2 separate regions of the Gossypium arboreum genome follow, and region 2 is linked to region 1. The links are chromatin contacts, called in public Hi-C maps. All regions are on one chromosome and are shown on one strand. The core of a region is the stretch at or near the end of the contact, and the rest is flanking DNA. Distances in the headings are between cores, read along the strand shown. Region 1 holds the start of LOC108468093. Region 2 holds the start of LOC108463661 (heavy metal-associated isoprenylated plant protein 24-like).

Evidence for each region. A called contact is a pair of places that touch in the nucleus more often than the background predicts.
Region 2: a Hi-C map of leaf shows a contact between it and region 1, with 5 times the contacts expected there. The contact joins the promoter of LOC108463661 here to the promoter of LOC108468093 in region 1. A contact is called at or near these places in 2 of 5 Hi-C or Micro-C datasets (both in leaf).

What each region holds. Positions count from the first base shown.
Region 1 is chr2:107,611,685-107,616,640 of ASM2569848v2, forward strand. LOC108468093 reads left to right here and starts at 2,596. Exons shown (of 1, transcript XM_017768954.2): 1 at 2,596-4,528. The coding sequence starts at 3,033. The coding sequence ends at 4,172. It overlaps LOC108482619, which reads right to left and starts at 1,744. Exons shown (of 1, transcript XM_017785748.2): 1 at 576-1,744. The coding sequence starts at 1,483. The coding sequence ends at 707. LOC108468104 (a long non-coding RNA gene) reads left to right here and starts at 4,673. Exons shown (of 2, transcript XR_001868964.2): 1 at 4,673-4,746.
Region 2 is chr2:107,928,951-107,933,760 of ASM2569848v2, forward strand. LOC108463661 (heavy metal-associated isoprenylated plant protein 24-like) reads right to left here and starts at 2,330. Exons shown (of 3, transcript XM_017763562.2): 1 at 2,166-2,330; 2 at 1,893-2,049; 3 at 1,296-1,821. The coding sequence starts at 2,276. The coding sequence ends at 1,526. It also overlaps the pseudogene LOC108463650.

The DNA of each region.
Region 1 (4,956 bases), core at 1,346-3,845:
TACCCATATACATTTGAATATTAAATTTGAGATTGGAATATGATATTTTAAATGGTAAAAGTACCATAGAGGTCCTTGTAGTAGGAGTCATATTGCATTTTCCCCTTTCTACTTAAAAAATAGGCTAATTAGTCATTGTATATTATATCAAAGAGCAAATTGATCCTCCTATTAGAAACTTCATCCATTTCTATTGTTAAAAATTGGTTTTTGACGTACATGTGGTGTGCTAGTTATTTAGTCAGGCACACTGGTTTTTAATAGTACAAGTAGAAGAAAATTTAAACATCAAGGACTAATTTACTCTTTAATCTAATATATATAGACTAATTTAGTCAGCAAAATGCAATCTAAATACTAATATAGGGGCCACTATAGTAGTTTTACCTATTTTAAATATATAGGAAAATGATTTAAAATTTAAAATATATTGGTATCGATTGAGGACAACATAATTGATAGCCATGAAACTAGATAATTGATAGGCATGAAAGAGAAATACCATGTTTACCTGTCTGCCAAGTCCATAACACTGATGTTTGTTCACATCCATCACAAATCAGAATCGGTGTTGATTTAGATCTAATCTCTTTCTTTTACTAAATTCAATTCTTCTAATTTACAGATATGCTAACCACATTCACAAATTCATGGCCAGATAAAATACCCAACTGTACTTAAATATTTAATATGAACTGAAAACTGTTCATCTTTTCTTCGTTTTGGTCTTACCATTACAGAAGAGTGAGCCAAACCCAAAAAAGCTTACAGTTGCATTAGAAATGATTGGATTTGGAAGATTCAAAATAGGACTCACTCGAACTCCATTCCCATGTGCTCCACAACTCTTCTTTAATGCAGGCTTTTGTGTAGAATTACCATAATAAGTATAATAAAACGTACCAGAAGAAGAACTTGACACTGATGATCTTCTTGTCAAAGATGGCTGTTTCTGGGTTTCTTTTGGAATTGGAGTTGAACCTGTTGAATTACTGCGTGTAAGAAATTGAAGTGACCGGATTAAGCTTTTACTTCGACCACTTTCACAGTTGAGACTACTGCTTCTGTTAAACTGCCAGAAAGATTTGGATGAGGCAGGCTTATCATCTTCATCAATGCTCATTAATAGAAATTCTTTCAATCTTTTCTTCTCTGGGTTATCTGTTTTGATCTGCTGGGGTGAAGAACGAACAACAGCAACAGGTTGGAGTTGACGACGAACCCGATTCGCAACCACAGCTTTTTCCTTTATCTCAATTGGTCGAATCTTGCCATTGGAAAAGAGCTCATCAGCTGAAGGGAGTTCTTGAACGAAACTATTATTGACAAAACAGAAATCGAAATCCGATGTTGGATTTAAGAGTGATGTGTCTAATCTCTGATGATGACATTCTTCAATGGAATCTACCCCATCTTCTTGGTCGAGATCGTCAGAAAACGAGATTCTTGGGCTTGAAATCTCTGCCAAAACTTCAATTGCCATAGTTTAAAACCATGTTTCAATCTATATGTAACAATGGCGAATGGGAGAGAGTAGAAAAGAAGTGTACAAAGTTGTGGAATTCAAGCACCGAAAGGATAGAAAAGGATCTCTTTTTTGGGTTTCCAATGAAACTTTTACTTTAGGCATGTAACCTCTAAGAATTGATAGATAGCTTCACCTTATAATTGTTTGGATTTCACTGTCTTTAACTTCTACTTTATTAATAATTTAAGATGAAGAACTTGGTCCACTGTGTATCAAAACCTTCAAATCTCAATTAATCATCTACTTTTATTAATTGGATCTGATCTAATTGTATTATATAATTAAGATAATATCCATTTTAGTCATTTGGAACTTGTTTTTATAATTTTATAATTATTTCCTTATGTGCCCACATATACACAATAATGTCCCTTGCATTTCAATAATTTGAAATAAATAAATATCTATATATATATATATATATATATTTGTTTTAAACTCCATATTTCAAGTATTTTTACATAGATTTAAGTATTTTTGGGTTGAGGTGTATTCAGTAGAAAGTTTCTTGACTTTTACAATGCACTTTGAATTGTCTTATTTTGAATTATTATACTCAAGTTATGACCATTTTAATAAAAATTAAGGGAAGTAGAAAATTCCTAATAAGCTTTTAATTATAATAGATTCAATTTTAAGGCATAAATTTTGATTATGTATAAGCCCAATAATATATTTATTAAATTTTATATTTTAGACATTTATTTATTTCAAATTAATTGGTATTTTAGATTAATTCAGCTGGTTGGAGATGTAAAGAAAAGTGATTATGCGGTTGAATATGATAGATGTTAAAGAGTCGAGTAATTAAGTATTCTTACCATGTTTGCAATTCATGATGGTGTTGGAGTTTTGTTGCACAAGGTCGGGAAAGGTTGTTTGTTCAATCTTGGTGAGCTTTTGGGACATGCAATGTTAGAAGAGAAAGGAACCTGTTTGATGAAACAAAAAGAGATGACCACTCCAGCAGGTGAATTGGAAGAAGAATGATTGTTTAGGTATTAAATGCAAAAATAAATATAATTAAATCATGATTTAATACTTTTCAACATATGGCTAACTTTCATACATCATTTCATATTAGAATCATAGCATGAACGTGGCCATAAAACAAAAAGGCTTAGTAAAGGGTTGATGATAGCAGTTGTAGGCAAAGAGACATCCCAGCCTTTGTTGTGACCCAAAGCTATTGGGCATAAATTAAATAACCCAACATCCTGAAGCTGAATTTGTGCCCCAAACCCTAATAAACCAGGTTTTAAAACTGTAGGTCGTGCTATCGAAAGAACCCAGGTTTAGATTTATCAGCAACAAAGCATCAGTGTCAAAGAAAGGCAGGTTACCGTTACAAGACAAAAGCTGGTGTGGTGTTACAGGCAAGTTTCTCATTCCTCCGACATGTATGAATATTTGTAATTTCAGTTTGTTATGCTAGAAGAAAGCCCGAATCTAAACCAGTAAACCCTCCACAAAACCCCACGAGAAGAAAAAAAAGGAAAAAACAATGGCACCGCCTATAATCAGATCTCTAATCGCATTCTCTCTGAATAAATCATGCCGTTCTCGTAAACCCATTTCTTGTTACTCCATCTCTTCTGTTTTCTTCTCATCTTCACCCACCCAGGAATCGAGAGCTTCCCTTCCTTTAGCGGATCACTTGGTTGAGAAACACAGCTTTTCCCCTGAACTTGCCGTCAAGACTGCATCTTCCCTAACCTATGTGAAGGATCCTCGTAAGTGTGATACTATAATTTCCTTCTTGAAAGAAAGCGGTTTCTCTAAATCCCATATTGAAGCAGTGGTCAAAAGAAAGCCTAACCTTCTATATTCTAGTCTTGAGAAAACCATTAAACCCAAGTTCAAGATTTTCCAGGATTTAGGATTTCCGACCCATGATGTTGCTGATATTGTAGCTGGTGATCCCTGGATTTTGACTAGAAGCGTGGATGATAGGATTGCACCTTCTATTTCCGATTTAAAGACTGTTTTAGGATCGAATGATGATGTTCTTAAGTTATTGAAAACTTCAGCTTGGTTTCTCAAATCTGATTTGCAAAAGACTATGATGCCTAATATAGAGTTCTTGAGAAATTGCGGGATTTGTTCGTCACAAATTGTTTCATATGTGTTCAGCTTTCCTAGATTTTTCTTGCTTAAACCTGAGAGCATTAAGCAGTTTGTTGAAAGGGCGGATGCCTTGGGGTTCGATAGGAAGTCAAATATGTTTCTTGCTGCTATTAGGATGTTAAGTTCAATGAGTGAAGAGAATTGGGAACTCAAATTGAATCTTTTTAGGAAATTGGGTTTCTCTGAAGATGATATCATGTCTACTTTTAGGAGGACACCACAGGTGTTTGCTGTATCTGAAAGGAAGATTAAGCAAGTCACTGACTTTTTGCTTAATAGAACGAATGTAGGTATTTCATTTATAATAAGCCACCCAATGGTGCTTATTTGCAGCCTTGAGCGTAGGCTGAAGCCTCGGTTACTGGTTATTGAGACTCTGGAAAGTAAGAATTTGCTAAGAAGGAAAGTTAGCATGACTACAATTTATAAGATGCCTGACAAGAAGTTCAGAGAGAAATACGTTGTTCCTTACTTAAAAGAGCTCGAGGAAGTATCCATGTCTATTGTGGGCACTTAATTGTTAATTTTTGTATAGTTGAGGGCACATATCAAATCTTTGATGTACTATGGGTTCATAATCCCGTTTTTCTTCATGAAATTGGTTGTTCAAGTCATTTAATCCATATTTTAGTAAAGCAATGTTCGACAATTTAGATGGTCTTTAAGCAGTTTGTAAGATTTTACTTCGCAATAGTCGAGTCTTTTGTTGGATAACTCCAATACTGTTTCAATACAACAGACAAAATTGTAGTTGATTGTTTTAGACTTTTAGTCATTGTTTCCAGTCTCTGCACAATGCACATCCACTTGTGATGGTTCCTGTATTTGCTGCTTTCTAATGTTATTTATATACTCACACTGATGGTTTTAGGGCGTCTGTTCGTACTGGTAATTTTTAGAAACTTTTCATTTTCTTGCCATTGAATATCTATTCTGATATGCCATAGTTTCGTATGTGAATGGTCATTTGCTGCTGCAGGCAGGTTGCTAACCTTAAATGCATTTTGGATTGACCTATTGCAGGTCACTGTAAATCATGCTTTTGATCAATTGAATGAGAACCAGTGTTTTGCGAAGCTGAATTATTTTTAGTAAGGAAATTGCATGGATCTTTCTTTTAAACAAATAGGAATGCAGAAACATGTTAAAGATTGTTTTGAAGGGAAAAGCATAGTAAAAATGAATTTTAAGAGTTATGTCAAAGGAAAATGAGATCTTGAAGTGGCACTTATTGAGAGACTTGGTTTTTAACTTGTGGCAAATCATGGGATTTTGTTTTAGTTTGAAATGGGATCATTTGT
Region 2 (4,810 bases), core at 1,080-3,579, 320 kb after region 1:
TACACAGAATTTTATGATGGCTTGATTGATTTGGTTAAGAAGAATGCAATTCCAATGAGCCGAATTGACGACGCCGTGTCGAGAATATTGCGTGTTAAGTTCGCCATGGGACTCTTTGAAAATCCCTTAGGTGATTACAGTTTAATTAACGAGGTTGGGTCACAGGTGAGTTGTTGCATTGCACAAACTATACAACAGGTTTTAATGAAACCTTGTTGTATATTTAAAGATGAACAAAATTAGATTCGAATTGAAAAACTGAATTTAGGTTTAATCGAATTGAATTATTTGAATTATTTGGTTTTTTCCATTCGACCCAATATTCAGCTGTTTCTTTCAAAAACCAACTAAAACACTCACTGCAGAAGCATAGAGAATTGGCAAGGCAAGCAGTGAGGAAATCACTTGTACTATTGAAAAATGGAAAGCCAGGAAATCCACCTATTTTGCCTCTCCCAAAGAATGCTGGCAAGATAGTTGTTGCAGGATCCCATGCTAACAATTTGGGCTATCAGTGCGGTGGTTGGACTATAGAATGGCAAGGAGTCAGTGGGAACAACTGGACTGCAGGTATAGTTATCATAAATAATTTTAAAACAAAAACATAACATACACCATATACTCTACAATTCAATTGTATTGAACAGGAACCACCATCCTGGACGGCATCAAAGCCACTGTTGACAAACGCACCAAAGTGGTTTACAAGAAGAAACCTAGCGATACCTACTCTAGCAAGGGAAAGATGGACTATGGGATAGTGGTGGTTGGTGAGGTACCTTACGCAGAGACAAATGGTGATAGCCAAAACTTGACCATCCCTGCTCCAGGTCCGGCAGTGATCGAGAACGTTTGCAAGGAAACCAAATGCGTGGTTATCATCGTGTCAGGGCGTCCGGTTGTGATAGAGCCATATGTTGACAAGATAGACGCCCTGGTAGCGGCTTGGCTACCTGGAAGTGAAGGACAAGGGGTGGCTGATGTCCTATTTGGTGACTATGGATTCACAGGCAAGCTAGCTCGTACTTGGTTTAAGAGAGTAGATCAGCTTCCTATGAATTATGGGGATCCCAAATATGATCCACTTTTTCCTTTCGGTTTTGGACTTGAGACTAAGCCCATCCCTCCCACTAAAAAACCTGAGTTATAAATAAAGAATAAATGATAGATAAACCAACTTTAGTTTTTTTTGATAATTTTTCCTTTTGGGTAAATCAAGTGTCACTGAAGGAAAAGAAAAAACACCATTGCCTCTTCTCACAACAATAGAGGATGATGTTTGTGTTTAGCTGATCTTATTTTACTAAACTTTTTTTATTAATATAATTATATTTTCCAGAGGAAAAAAACAGAAGGACAACTATAGAGACGATGCTAATACACATCAAATCAATAATTGTCCCAAAGCTACTCATACAGTTCCCCTCATTTGCTCACAACGTAGCACAAAATCTCCAAGAAAAATTTGTGTTGCAAGTAAAACTTTACAATCCTCTTATTACCACTTGTTATTATTATTAGTGTTTTACATGATGGAGCAAGCATTAGGGTTATCATCACTGAACAAGTTGGTGTAGCGGTTGTCAATGGTGGTCTCAGAAACGGTGGCACTGGCCGGAACCTTCCTGACATGATTGGGAGGAGCTTTCTTGTCGTAAGCTTGAGCCACATAAGGATTAGCCACCAGAGTGTAAGGCACATAAGGCCACAACTCCACCTTCTTCTTGGTTGACTGCGCCGCCGCCAGTACTTTCTTTGCCTCTACGTAACCCGTCACGGTGGCCTTTTGTTGTTTTAAGTCCACGTCCACAGACTTTGCCCCTACCAAAATCCAGCATTAATTTATAGTGATTGATTCATAATTTATTTGGTATATGGTAAATGAAGATTACCCTTTACGCCGGAGAGGACCTTCTTGACCTTACGAGCACAACCTTCACAATCCATCCTGATTTTGAGAGCTACAGTTTGAATTTGCTTCTTCTTCTTCTTCTTCTTCACGCTGCTAAGCAAATCAGAGATGTATTCCAAGGTGCCTTCTACTCCCATCTTTTGTAATATGATTTGAAGGATTAGTATACTGGATTTTGATCCAAACAAATAAAGAACTATATATATAAGATGGGTCAAGTCTTGGGTTGAAGACAAGGACTATTCCACACTACCTTTCGTCTCAAATGGATATATATAAAAATAAATGCAAAAGAAAGAAGCGTAAAGACTAGAAAGTAGGGAAGTGGGATACTCTTGGTCGCCATGGAAACCTTTGCATGCATGGATTTATAGAGAGAGAATGTAATATTTAACCGAACAAATAAAACATCTTAATTAAGGTGATATATATTGAGTTTAATTTTAGGAGTATAAGATATTAAAAAGTGGGGTTTCTCCTGGAAACTCCACGAAACTTCCTTGGGACATACAGGATTTTCGCCCTTTTCACTCTTTTTTCTCATGGAGGAACCAACACTAAAGTTTTTTGCTTTATAAAAATCTTCCCTTTAAACCTTCACTTTTTCCTTGATTTTTTATATATAACCTTATGTTGATGGAGAATATTAGAGAAAAAAAAGTGTTTAATTAGATGTTTATTAAGAATTACGTATTCAGTAAAAGGAAATTGAAAATTCAATCCAATTCACTCAATAACAGAGTTTAATGCTTTAGAAATACTAATTAATGTGAAAGCCAAGCAGGTGAAAGTGCCCCATGGAAGGAGACAAAAATATACATAAGTTTAAAAAACAAATATTACCTTCTAAAACCCCATCTAAAAGTAGATCAAATTAAAAACCCTTCCATAAATCTCTTTACTTTTTCGAAAAATCAAACCAAATTTTCTTAAAAAAAAGGCATACTTAATAAATGTTCCAACATTAAAAATTCATCGATTAAATCTTTTGACTATTGATTTTTGTTGTTTACTATAACTATAGCTGCTCAACTAGGTGTCGTAATATTGAAATGGCCACAAAATTCAAACTTTTCAAAAAGTAAATATTATTTTAAAAATTAAAAATTTATTTAAAATTGGGTTCAGAATAAACCTAAATAAATATGTATTTAAGTTTATTTTAATCTAGATAATTGTTTATCTATATTCATTCAAGATATAATTTTAAAAAATTTCAAAATATATTAAAAATTATACGCATCATAATTCATTTAAGATCATATTTAAATGAACCCGACGTTCATGCTCAAGTTCATTTTGGACTTCAATTTTTGAATTTTGCACGTTAATAACAATAATTATTAACATCGATTATCACATAAATATTATGACAATTAAATTGATAATTGTTAATTGAGATGTCAACACAATAATAGTCAATGATAGTTATTATTTAAAAATTCAATTGATAGATTTTAATATCAAATTTAATTGACTTTTTGAAAAAATAATAATGCTTATTAACCCTTTAACCAATCAATAAATATATATTTTAAAAATAAATTAAGTGTGGAATAACGCCAAATTAGAAGTAAAGAACAAATAGTAGGAAAGATTTGTTTTCAACGAAATTATGTAAATGTTCAATATACATGGAATGGATTGCGATGGCACCAGCAGTTGCCACGTTCATGCCAGGAGATATGAAAATGACACGTGGATATAGAAGATTCTTAAAAGGAATTGATTGCCACGTGGCAGAGAAAATTACTGATTGGATAGGGTTAGCTTTGGACTTGTTTGAAAGGAGTGTGCTATTAGTGTCCCACTAAACAAATTTGATTGGTTGAGTGCATTGGGCGGTGGGATAAATATAAAATTATACTTGTATTAAGTCTTAACTTAATTACTATACGTTGAATATTTTAAAATGTATTATTTTTTTATTTATGAGTTGAAGAAAGATTATGAAAGAAAGATTATGAATAATTATAAATATTGTGTTAAAAATATATATAATTTAAATTTATTAATATATATATATATATATATATAAACAAAAGTTGCACATAAATTACTACCTTTCTTCAATACATGAGATTGCTTGACAACTTAACTAAATTCAATCATCACCAAGAATTTGGTTTTGTAACTTTTAGGTAAAAACCAGTGCAGTGTATCTCAATTTTGGAAGCTTAATTCACCTTTTTGAAAAATTAGAAATAATTTAATTTTGTCAATTTTAAAAATAAGTAATTAAATGTGGTTAATATTTTTCATCAATTTTACATAATTTTAATTGATATAATAAATTTAATTGTGAATGTTTATACATTTTATCAATTCGGTCATGGTTGGTCAATTTTACTTGCAGTGTGTAAATTTATAAATATTGAGGCTAAATTTGTTAATTTTTTTATAATCAAGATCAAGTTAATAAAATTTGTAAACATTGAGAGTTAAATTTATTATTATACCAATCAAAATAATGTAAAATTGACGAAATACATTAATTTTATGATTAATTATCCAAAATTTCTCACTTTCAAAATTTAGAGGATAGAAAAATTATTTTTGCCTAAAATTTGTCGAGCCTTATAAAAGAAACCATTTACTATTTCTTCTTTAAGTTGAAGCACGGAATCTTTCAAGTTTTTAATTTATGAATGATACTAAAATTTTATTTTTTTTATAGAGAGATAGATATTGTTGATGTATGAGTTTAATAAGGAGGAGATACAAAAGAAAATATGTGATAGTGTTGATGGAAGCTTGTTCACCCTCTCTAGCGAAGGGTTGGAGAGTAAAGAGAGTGGACATGATGGAAGTGGAGGATAAAGTGGCAGAGTGCAAGATAAAGTGTTTGGAGAGTCGATCTCTGCTCCATCATTTTGGGGACTATTTATAGGTGTGGTC